2 separate regions of the Rattus norvegicus genome follow, and region 2 is linked to region 1. Evidence: chromatin contacts called from public HiChIP or PLAC-seq data. All regions are on one chromosome and are shown on one strand. Each heading gives the region's core, a stretch centred on a gene start, on an enhancer-like site or on the middle of the called end of the contact. The rest is flanking DNA. Distances are from core to core; before and after follow the strand shown. Region 1 holds the start of Prorp (protein only RNase P catalytic subunit). Region 2 holds the start of Nfkbia (NFKB inhibitor alpha).

The links. HiChIP or PLAC-seq counts read pairs in DNA pulled down with a chosen protein or histone mark.
Region 2: a contact with region 1 is called in an H3K27ac HiChIP or PLAC-seq map of oligodendrocytes, with 5 times the contacts expected there. The contact joins the promoter of Nfkbia here to the promoter of Prorp in region 1. A contact is called at or near these places in 8 of 12 Hi-C or Micro-C datasets (the A7r5 cell line, Schwann cells, frontal cortex and 5 more) and 1 of 1 datasets of contacts at active chromatin or transcription factors (oligodendrocytes).

The regions. Positions count from the first base shown.
Region 1 is chr6:78,403,311-78,408,815 of GRCr8, forward strand. It overlaps Prorp (protein only RNase P catalytic subunit), which reads left to right and starts at 2,832. Exons shown (of 7, transcript NM_001106730.2): 1 at 2,832-4,330. The coding sequence starts at 3,345. Ppp2r3c (protein phosphatase 2, regulatory subunit B'', gamma) reads right to left here and starts at 2,616. Exons shown (of 14, transcript NM_001014196.1): 1 at 2,590-2,616; 2 at 2,038-2,239. The coding sequence starts at 2,095.
Region 2 is chr6:78,594,358-78,599,862 of GRCr8, forward strand. Nfkbia (NFKB inhibitor alpha) reads right to left here and starts at 2,715. Exons shown (of 6, transcript NM_001105720.2): 1 at 2,370-2,715; 2 at 1,752-1,860; 3 at 1,210-1,420; 4 at 851-939; 5 at 497-757; 6 at 1-36. The coding sequence starts at 2,596.

The sequences.
Region 1 (5,505 bases), core at 1,582-4,081:
ATGGAATTACAGGTATATACCTGGCCTAAGGAAGTTTCTTAACTGGGAAAAATACCAGCTTTTTTATACACTAATGAGAACAATTAAGAAAACCTGATAATCCAGGTAAAGGGCTTAAGAACATATAGCCTTTGGTATGCAAAGAGATTTAGCATAGGGGATCTACTACACTGGTGGCTACAGCCTTAAGAAGGAGCTGTTAATATTATCCACATAATCTAGATAATTTGCTGTATACTCAGGGTCTGTCCGGTTGTAGTATTCCTATTAAAGGTGAAGAGAAAAGCAGCAATCTTTGGAGGGGAACTGGGGAGATGACTCAGTAGATTAAGAGCACGTGCTGCTCTTGTAGAGGGCTCCGGTTTGTTTTCCAGCACCCACATGGCAACCAAGTGTAACTCCTGCTCCAGGGGATCCAGTACCTTCTGCAGGCCTTTGCAGGTGTCAGGTCTCAAAGAAACCTGGGACAAATGGCTAACTGAGGTGCCTACTAACATATCAGCAGAAGCAGGATCCCAGCTTGCTCCTCCTTGCTTTTCTCACCTCACGGCCTACCCTAAACCACCCCAGTGGACTCAGCTTCCTTCAGCTTCTGATCCCGTATAACTCAGGCATGTGGGCTCCTCACTCACTCTCTTGGTACCCACGTGCTCTCTTGGTCCACTTGCCCCTCCCCCTTGCTCTTTCCCACCACTCTCCTCTCATGCTAAAGTCTATTCTGCTGCTCCGGTTCAGCCGGGACTCTCCTAGTCTGAACTCGCCCTCGTAGCTACAGCAAAAGCTTCTCCTCAACCAGGTGTAGGCCACGTCCTCAATTTTCGCTCAGCAGGCAGTGCACATGCACATACATTACACACTTGTTAATGGCAATGGAAATGATTGAGGAGAAAAAGCAAAGTTACCAATGTATGAGAGGAAAACACTGAAGAGAAGCCAGTGACCGTATGAGAAAGAATGCAGTCTAGTGAGGGGCAGGAGGGACTCAACTACACTCAACTCTTTTCTAGAGACAGGGTTTCTTTGTGTAGTCCTGGCTGTCCAGGAACTCTGTAGACCACGCTGGTCTCCATCTCAGAGATCTACCTGCCTCTGCCTCCCAAGTGCTGGGATTAAAGCCATGTGCTCAGTGACAATTCATTTTAAAGGTGAAGGTCGGAGGTAAGGATACATACCTAAGACCTGAGAGAAATGGTAACTGGCAACAGTTGAGGCTCTCCTTTATAACCTGCGTCTACTTCCTCTTTGAGATACAGAGTTGAAAAATAAGCTAGCTCACCAATTTAAGGGGAACAACAGAGAAGCCAGACTGGAGGTTTGGGAAGATGAATTAAGTGTAGAAAAGCAAATGCTCTTCTTGCAGATACAACCAAAACAGATACTTTAGCATAGAACTCACAATGCACAATGATTTGGGTTATCTTTTTGGTTTGGGTCTAGCCTCTAATTGGCTGAGCCATCTCTCTAGCCAGGTTCTGTTTTGCTTTAGCCAATTGCAGCTGCCCAGGAGCTGGTGTGGAACTGGAAGGATTTAACAAGACTGGCAAGCAAGTGTGAAGGACCAAGGTACAAGCAATGTAAAACGGATTGATGAAATTTAAAAATGGAGGGTTAAGTGAAAAGTGAGCGTAAAAGGGGACAGGCACTCGGGAGGCAGGAACAAAAAGGGTAAATAATTCAAGTCTAGCCTCGGCTATATGATAAAACGCTGTTCCTACGGAGGAAAAAACCTATAAGGATGAATTACAAGTCTTGGTAAGATTGAAGGTTTGAATCAAGGTTCCTAAGTCTAGTTTCTAAGTTTAAGATCGTGGAAAATGGGAACCACCGTTATGCTTTCATTCCTAGCAGGTCATTTACCAAGAAATGTGGGTCACCCCTTGGTATATCTCGAAAGCACATTCCACTCTGACTCCTTTGTCAGGGAAGTTTAACAGACGCGCAAAGTACGGCTCTCACTTCCTCCGCTACCCTATTCACCTGGTCCGCCACTTCTAGCCTAGGGCGGGCTATCTAGAGGGCGGTCCCTCTCAAACTCACTCTTTGGATCCGAGTTGGGCGACGCTAACCGCCGACGAAGCACGTCTTTCCAGTCCATGGCTGACTCCCGCTCAGAGGACCCTACATTTGCGGTTTGTTAACAGCTCCACCCACTACCAGCTGCAACGTCAGACGCCACCAAAACAAGTGGAAGTTAAGAAGGATGCCTGTACGCCATCTTGGGCAAGGGCGGAAGCCTTGGCTATAAAGAAAAAAAAGGAAAGATGTTGTAGCTATTCCAGATACGGCGATCACGCTAACAGGGACGAAATCAGACATGAAATAGATGAAAAAAATTATCCTTCTTAAGGGGGTGTCCCAGCTCAGCAAGTCAGATATTTAAAGGCCAGAAGAAATCTGCGTGACTTCTTCGTTTGGGCATTTGGCGCGTGCGCACCACAGGTGAAGGACTCCATTGGCATTTCCTAATTGAGAAAAGTATTTTCGTCACATTTTTGTTTTCTCTCTGGAAACCTTAACAGTTCCCAAGATGTAATAGACGCTTCCGAAGCTGTACCCAGCCCTCTTGGATACTAAAAATTTCAAAATTACCTTTATCTTCGCCATACTCAACAGAACGCCTGAATTCCAGCCATTCAGGCCCCAGCGGCTCGTTCAGCGCGGTGCCTTGTGGGAATTGTAGTTTTCGCCGCATTTATGGTTGCTTTAAGCTTGAGTAGCGTGGTGTGTTGTTTCATGAAGTGAACTTCGTTTGTCAGCAGTCCGTACAGTTAAGTCTGAACTCTTTCTCAACCTCACTTCCTTCTCTGTGATGTTTATGCTGCATTTCCTTGATTCCCACCCCCTTCTCTGAAGAGTTTTGCGTCCTGGAGAGAGTTGTGAAAAGCAAGGAACCCTAGACTGGCTTTTCTTGCTGCTGCTGGAACTACGGTTGGTGGTTCCTGACTGATTTTATTTATTTTCGTGTTCTCGCTCCCGTGATATCCCGCCCCTCTTCAGGACCGTAGTAATCCGCAGGAGTTAAACTGGGAGGTCCATGTGCTTTTTCTTCAGATTCGAAAATTGGAAGGTAACAGGCACCTCAGGATTTCCGTTCCGTCTTCTGGTTTAGGGATTGCTACTAGTGTTGGATGTCCTTGGATTGTTATTTAATGAATAGAACTCTTGTGCTTTCCTTCACATTAAATCGCTCCAAACATATAATCTTGGCTTGTTTATAAGGGAGAAACAAAAAAAAAAAAAAAATTCAAGAACTGGGCTTCCACTGTCTTCAGCCCTCAATACCTTAATTTTACATAGTGGAGTGAAGCTGTTTTTAGAAGTTGTCTCATTCAACTCACAGCAGAATGACTTTCTATTTGTCTGGTTTTCGGAGCTTTCTGAAACTTTGGAAGAGCAACCCTTATTTTGAACTAGGCCCTGCGACCTCTTCTGCCTCTTTCTTTCTCGGGGTTCACTGTGTCATCGGGAACCAACAGAGATGGTTTTCTGTTAAACCTACCACCCCTCCAAATAGCAAAATACTCAATCTACTGGTTACTAAAGCTAGAACACTCAAGAAAGGAAATGACAGCAATAAACAAGCTTCTTCTGGTCCTCATTATTTTGCTGCTGGAGAGGCTAAGAAGAGGTCCCACCTAAGTGGTAACCCTCAGAATCAAGGTCACACCTTGCCTGTGAAAAGCACTGTCCAACTCCCAACTAAACCTTTGAATTCCGAAGAGTGGGATAAACTTAAAGAAGATTTCAAAGGAAAGGCCAGTTTCGAAGACTTCGTCATTTCACAGATGACACGCAGCTGCAGTTCAGTCGATGTGGCCAAGTCTCTCCTGGCTTGGGTAGCAGCAAAGAACAATGGTATCGTGGGGTATAATTTACTCGTCAAGTATTTATATCTCTGTGTCTTTCATAAGCAGACGTCAGAAGTTATCGATGTCTACGAAATAATGAAAGCCAAGTACAAGAGTTTAGAATCTGGGGGTTACACCCTTCTCATCCGGGGATTAATCCACTCAGACAGATGGAGAGAGGCCTTGTTGCTGTTAGAAGATATTAAAAAAGTCATGGTCCCTTCCAAAAAGAACTATGGTGACTGTATACAAGGAGCCCTCCTTCATCAAGATGTGAACGTGGCTTGGAGTTTGTATCAGGAGTTGGTAGGTCATAATCTCATCCCTCTGTTGGAAACTTTAAAAGCCTTCTTTGATCATGGCAAAGACATGAATGATGATCAGTATTCAAACCAACTCCTGGACATTCTTTTGTATCTAAGGAATAATCAGCTGTATCCTGGAGAGTCATTTGCACACAGTATAAAGACGTGGTTTGAAAGGTAACTTTGATTTTGTATATGTGGTCTGTGTTTTGTTTATTAGTTGCTAAGACTCGTTTTATTCAACTTATGCCTTTTTCTGTCTTGAGATAAGAGTTGTTTCTCCTTTAAAACAAAATATTCTCCTAAGAAAGTAGTAGGGGTAAATTTGTACTACTCTCTACTTGTCACGTAAAAGGAAATTATATAGCACCTTCTGTTTTTATATAAACAGATCTCTTCTTTTTAGAACTATATTTTCTGAGGCGTCTGGCATGAACAACAAGCAACATTATAGCAAGTAAAGGGTTTGTATCTGTGTGTGGGCACAGCATGTGCCAACAATAGAGGTTGACTTAAGGTTTCTTTTTCTTTTTGTTTTTTATTTTTTCAGTCAAATTCCATCTTACTTTTGAGACAAGAGTCTCTCACTGAACCTGGGGCTTAGCATTTTGTCTAGACTCGCAGGTTGCATCTGCCTGTCTTCACACCCTTACTGCTAGGGTTACAGGGTCAGGCTGCTCTGCCAGGCTTAGGTGTGGGTTCTGGGGAATCTGAGCTCAGATCTTGCTTGTGCACCAAGTACTTTACTGGATGATCATATTCTTATTTTCAAAGGTGGCTACTGAAATATGTGCAGTAGGTAGGCTGTAGTCCTGTGTTTCATCAGTTACAGTGATTGGAGTGGATGATGCAGTTCCTGATCAGTTCCGATACTCAAGCATTAAATAGAGAACCATCCTTCCATTTTATTTTGAGTCTTGTCTTGTTTGGCTATTCCCACCTCACCCCTCACCCCCCAACTCTCCTTTGCTTTGACTCATGTTATTAACCACATAAATGTCTACTGCTTCAGTCTATGTCTGCATGTGTGTGTGGCATGCGTGAGTATTTCCGAGACAGGGTTTCTCTGTGTAACCCTGGCTGTCCTGGACATGGTTTGTAGACCAGGCTAGCCTCGAACTCACAGAGATCCGCCTGCCTCTGCCTCCTAAGTGCTAGGATTAAAGGTGTGCGACACCACTACCGGGCTGCTTCAATCTTTGAGCCTCATTTCTTGACCCTTATTTTATTTTCTCTCTTTTTATCATATAGCATGTTTACAGAACTTTCAGGTAGCAGTCGTGTCTAATTATCTTTTCGTACTTACTATCAAAAGAAGAGGAGTCCCAGACAAATCTTCCAATGCCAAAGGG
Region 2 (5,505 bases), core at 1,465-3,964, 190 kb after region 1:
ACGCTGGCCTCCAAACACACAGTCATCGTAGGGCAACTGGAACAAGAGAGGGAAAAAGGCACATTAGATTCCTAGAACTTCGCCAAGCCATTGGGATGGCGGGAGAGCTGCTTCTACAAATAACTCCCATTCCTGGACTCTCTCCTCCTCAGCCTAAACAGAACGCAGGCGCCGGGCTGCAGGAGTTCCCTTCACCAATTCTCTCCTTTCAAAAGTCTAAGCTATTGCAGGGGACATAGCTCAATGGTAGAACATGTGCCTATTACCACGTGTTAAAGCCTGGGTTCAATTCCCACAACTCCCTCTTACTGCCCCATTCCGAAACCCACAAGGGTAAGCTATTAAAGCAAACCAGAGACACGTTCTTGGGATCCTGGCTTTGCAAGCTGAGACTGAGAAGTTGAATAACTCAGGTCCCTATGATACAGAACAGCTCTAGAACAGACCTAGGTGTGGTGAGGGAGAATGGACCACTCTGGCAGTAATGAACACGCACCTCATCTTCCGTGAATTCTGACTCCGTGTCATAGCTCTCCTCATCCTCACTCTCGGGCAGCGTCTGAAGATTTTCCAGGGTCAGCTGGCCCAGCTGCTGCTGTATCCGGGTACTTGGGCGGCCCCACGTAAGCTGGTAGGGGGAGTAGCCCTGGTAGGTTACTCTGTTGACATCAGCCCCACACTTCAACAGGAGCGAGACCAGGTCAGGATTCTGCAGGTCCACTGCAAGGTGGAGGGCTGTCCGGCCATTACAGGGCTCCTGAAACCAAAGGCAATCAGAAGTGTTTATCTGGAAATCTGCTCACAGTAAGAGCCAGCCCAGCAGAGTTTAGGAGGAAGGGGAAGTACTCACCTGAGCGTTGACATCAGCACCCAAAGTCACCAAGTGCTCCACGATGCCCAGGTAGCCATGGATAGAGGCTAAGTGTAGACACGTGTGGCCTGCAGGATATAAGACGGAACTGTAACCACTTGTTTCAATCCTCACACAAGTCACGTCTCCTTTCTTGGGGACAACCACAAACAACCTCAATTTTGAAGAACTCAAAAGTCTGGGTTCTCAGTGAACGTCATGTAGGAATCATGGAGAAGACTTTTTAAAAGTCCACACTGCCTGAACTTCTTATACGTTGAGGCGTTTTAGCTCCAGGCTAGACTCAAGGGGACCCGTCTCTCCCTTCTCTGCGTCCCTGGATGGACTGGCAGACCTACCGTTGTAGTTGGTGGCCTGCAGGACGGAGTGGAGATGCTGGGGCGTACAGGTCTGAGTCAAGACTGCTACACTGGCCAGGCAGCCCTGCTCACAGGCAAGATGGAGAGGGGTATTTCCTCGAAAGTCTCGGAGCTCAGGATCACAGCCAGCTTTCAGAAGTGCCTCAGCAATTCCTGGCTGGTTGGTGATCACAGCCAAGTGGAGTGGAGTCTACGAATGGAAGAGGAAACAGAAAGAGCCTAAGCCATGGAGCAAACCCATAGTCTTGAGTTTCCTGAACCCCAGACACCTCCTATTACAGAATCCCCTCCTCCCATTTGTCTACAGGAGATCAGGCAAACAGGAGGCCCTACGTGGGTCATAAAGACCTCAACCAACCCTTGGGATTTTCCTTCTTGCTCTAAGACTTTGGCTAATTTGAATGTAAAAGGCCAGGGCAGATAAGGACCGTGACTGTTAATTTAGAAACGCTTTGGGGGCGACTGAGCTTCATCTAACTCCACCACGGGGTCAAAGAGGGCACAGCTGGGCAAGCCCGCACCTGCTGCAGGTTGTTCTGGAAGTTGAGGAAGGCCAGGTCTCCCTTCACCTGACCAATCACTTCCATGGTCAGTGTCTTCTCTTCATGGATGATTGCCAAGTGCAGGAACCTGCGGGATGACAGGGAAACCCCCCAGGGGTGGTGAGCGCACTGCGTGGGGCCCCCGAGAGGCGCGGGCTGCGGGGGATTGCGCAAGGCCGGGGTTTCTGGAGGCCGCGGCCGCGGTGTTTTCCGCGAGGTTATTATGAGCTGAGTGTTCCTGGCAGCCGCCCAGGGACTTTCCGTGCCCCACCCCCTCCGGGCGGGCGCCGGCCAGACCGGCCCGCCCTCCGCCGCCCGGAACGCCCTGTACTTCCCCTCGCGGCCGCGCAGCGCCCGGCGGCTGCGCGGAAACTCTGCCAGGCGGGGACTTTGCGTCCTCGTTGCCGCCCCGCCCCCGGCCTGCGCTCGGCTACTCCGGGTCCCGGGAAATGGGGTGGGGGGATGGGGAGGCAGGCGGCCCGGCGCCCGCAGCTCTGTAGCCCCGTAGCCCCGCAGCCCCGCCGTGCAGAGCCCCGAGCGCGGTGCAGGCCCCGCGCGACCCCGCCCGTGCCCATGCCCGAGCCCGCCGCCACTTACGAGTCTCCGTCCTCCGTGAGCTGTTGCTTCCAGGGCTCGGCAGCCAGAGGCGCCTCCTGCGGCTGCAGGCGGATCTCCCGCAGCTCCTTCACCATCTGCTCGTAATCCTCGTCCTTCATGGAGTCCAAGCCGCTGTCGTGGCGGTCGTCCACCAACCGCTCCTTCTTGAGGCCGTCCCGCGGGCCCTCCATGGCCCAGTCCTGGCCGTGCCCAGCTGGCTGAAACATGGCTGTGCGGAGCTGAGCGGGTGCAGGGTGCAGGCTGCTGGCAGTTGGGTGGCGAGTTCAGACTGTTGTGGGCTCGGCAGCGCCGCCTCGGCGCCCTATAAACGCTGGCAGGGGATTTCTCAGGGGCGGGGTCAGGCGCGGGGAATTTCCAAGCCAGTCAGACTAGAAAAAGAACTGGCTCGTCCTCGACTGAGAAGCCTAAACCCAGGGCCGGGGTTCATCAGAGAAACTCCCTACGATGAGCCACTGGGGTCATGTACAGGGAACTTTTTGATGAGCCCTGAGTGGCTGGAAAGTCCTCCCGACCAGGCCCCCTCCCTCTAGGTACTTCCCTGCAGCCTGCACTCAGTAACCCCAGCGTTCTACAAGAGCCCTTCTTTCCCTGGGGTTTCCCACCGACGACTTTGGTTTGGGGTCCCAAGCTGCTGAGATTCCAAGGACGCAAACCTGCTAGGCTGTTCCTCTTAGAGATTTGCCAATTTGCAGGTCCTTTCCGGTTCTTGATCTTTTGAAAACCCAAGAGTGGAAATGGCTGGCTGGGTGCAGGGATTCGCTTCTCCTAAATTTCTGCGACGACGGACGTATGAGTGATTCCGGGTCGTCTGTGTTTCAGGCTCTTTGCAGTGCATGGACATTTGGCTGCCCTTCACCATCCCCCCTCGAAGCTGTAGACACTTTGGCATTCAAACAAACAAAACCAATAACAACAACAACAAAATCCAAGCGCCTGGAGAACCCCTAGATTAATTCCGAGGGGTCAATAATCTCGCCCGGGGGAGGGGCAGCGGGGGAGGGGCAAAGTCTAGCTCCATATGGGAACCACATTTTCCCCCAAGTAATGCAAGGTGTTAATCTTTGTAGAAGTTGTAGCTTCCATGCAACAGAAACTGTTGAGTTCTTGCTGTTGGAGTTAACTTGTTAACTTGTAGAGAATAAAGCCGGAGCTTATTGTGAATGCCTAGCAGAACAACTGGTTTAGTGCCCTAGCCTCTTAAACATAGCTAAGAAAGTAACTTTGAAGCATCCTGCAGGAGGCTCAACATAGTCCTAACACTGACCACATCTGAAACCTGCTGGTTCTACTAGCTTCCTTGCTTCCCAGGGACCGCAGCATTGTGGGTGGCTACTCCTCAAGAAAGGGATTTGGGCCTGTGATCCCCTAGTTTTACCTGCAAAAGTAGAAGTGTTGCTTCCACCCCATCCCGACTTAGGAGCCTGCAAGTGTGAGGTAACTCGGGAAAATTAAAGCAACTTGGATCACAGTTTGTCAGAATAGACCCAGTAGGCTTCCTGTTCTGCATAGATTTCTGGTGAAATTTGAGTGATCTTTTTCTTGTTGAGCCTTGTAGCAACTCTCCTCTCTTCGTAATTCCACTGCCTCCCCCACAGTATGAAAGTGAGGACACTGGGGGAAAAGATTCAAAGTCCAGGAAAAAACAAAAACTTCCAGACAACAACGTCACGTTAAAGTTAAGACTTCCTCAGCAAATCCTCTTCATCATCTCTGCAAGTATAATTACTGGATTAAAGTGAGACTGATCCTAAGTAGGAGACCTCAATTCCACACTTGTCTTTCACTAAATACATTAGTTGGAGAAGTCACTTAACTTTTTTCTATGGTATACTTGCTTTTATAATAATGAGATTGGCTCTCTGCTGGTGAGGTGGTTTGAGACAGGGTTTAACGTTATAGCCCCAGGATGGTCTGAATCTCCCTGTGTTGTTTAGGTTAACCTTGTACTGTTAGTAAGACGTCTCTCTCAGCTTCCCTGAGTGCTGGAATTGCATGTTAGTCCTGGAATATTTAAGGTACTTTGGGGGCATCAAATGGGTATCATTTGTCTTGAAATATGTCTCTGCTTTGGAAGTAGGAACATGGACTTTTGGAACTATCACAGTATAAATTTTTGAAGAAACCCAGCTCTGTATGCATCACTGTTGGTTCTCAGAAATAATAGTGTAAGCTAGGTGTTGTTCCCATTTTCCTAAGAAAAGAAAACAAAGTACCTAGAAATTTACCCAGGAACCCAATATCAGTTTGCCTAATTTCTACTACAATATATTAATCATTTTGGTAAAGTTCTTGTTAACACTTGGGAACACCTTGCAAAACTGTAGTATAATTTGGAATACACTAAAAGTATTTAGCCTAGTTTGAGGTCAACGTGGGCAACATAAGACCCTGTCTTAAAAAGTCCCCCCACCTCCAAAATCTCTCTTCCACTTGGGAGATAAAGTAGAGGGGAGGTGTTTTTCCATCTGGGGAAAGTTCTTTAAAAATTAGCAGGGACTGGAGGAACGGATTCAGCAGTTAATAGCACTGGCCGCTCTTCCAGAAGACCTGAGTTTGTTTCCCAGCACCCATGTGGTGGCCCACAACTCTTAATTCCTGGGAATTGAATACTGTCTGGCACCAAGCATGAAGGTGATGCACACACAAACATGCAGGCCAAACATTTATACACATAAAAATAAAAAATTTAAGCACCATATCCTATTTTAATGAATATGCAGTTAAAATTTGTAAAAAAAGAAAAAAAAAAGTACCACAGCAGGAACTCAAAGCCCCACCTGTAAAAGGTACATCAGAGGGTGATTTGGGGCTGCAGGTATGAAATGAAGGAGTATGTAAGCCTTCATTGAGAAGTTCTCTGTTCTACAACCTCAGGCCTTGGCATCGACCTCGGTATTGTTCAGTGTGACACCTAGTGGTAGGAGTCAGGCCCAGGCATTTCTGGGTTGTCACAAAGCCCTTTGAAAAATCTGGGCGGTGCTGAGCCTAGAATGATTTGTCCCTCCTTGGGAATTCCCGAGGAGTTACCTTCTGTTTACCTGAGGCTCGGGGACATGTTGACTTATTAAAGTGAGCCGACAGGCTTTCTTTCCCTCATGCACAGCCCAGTGTAGCT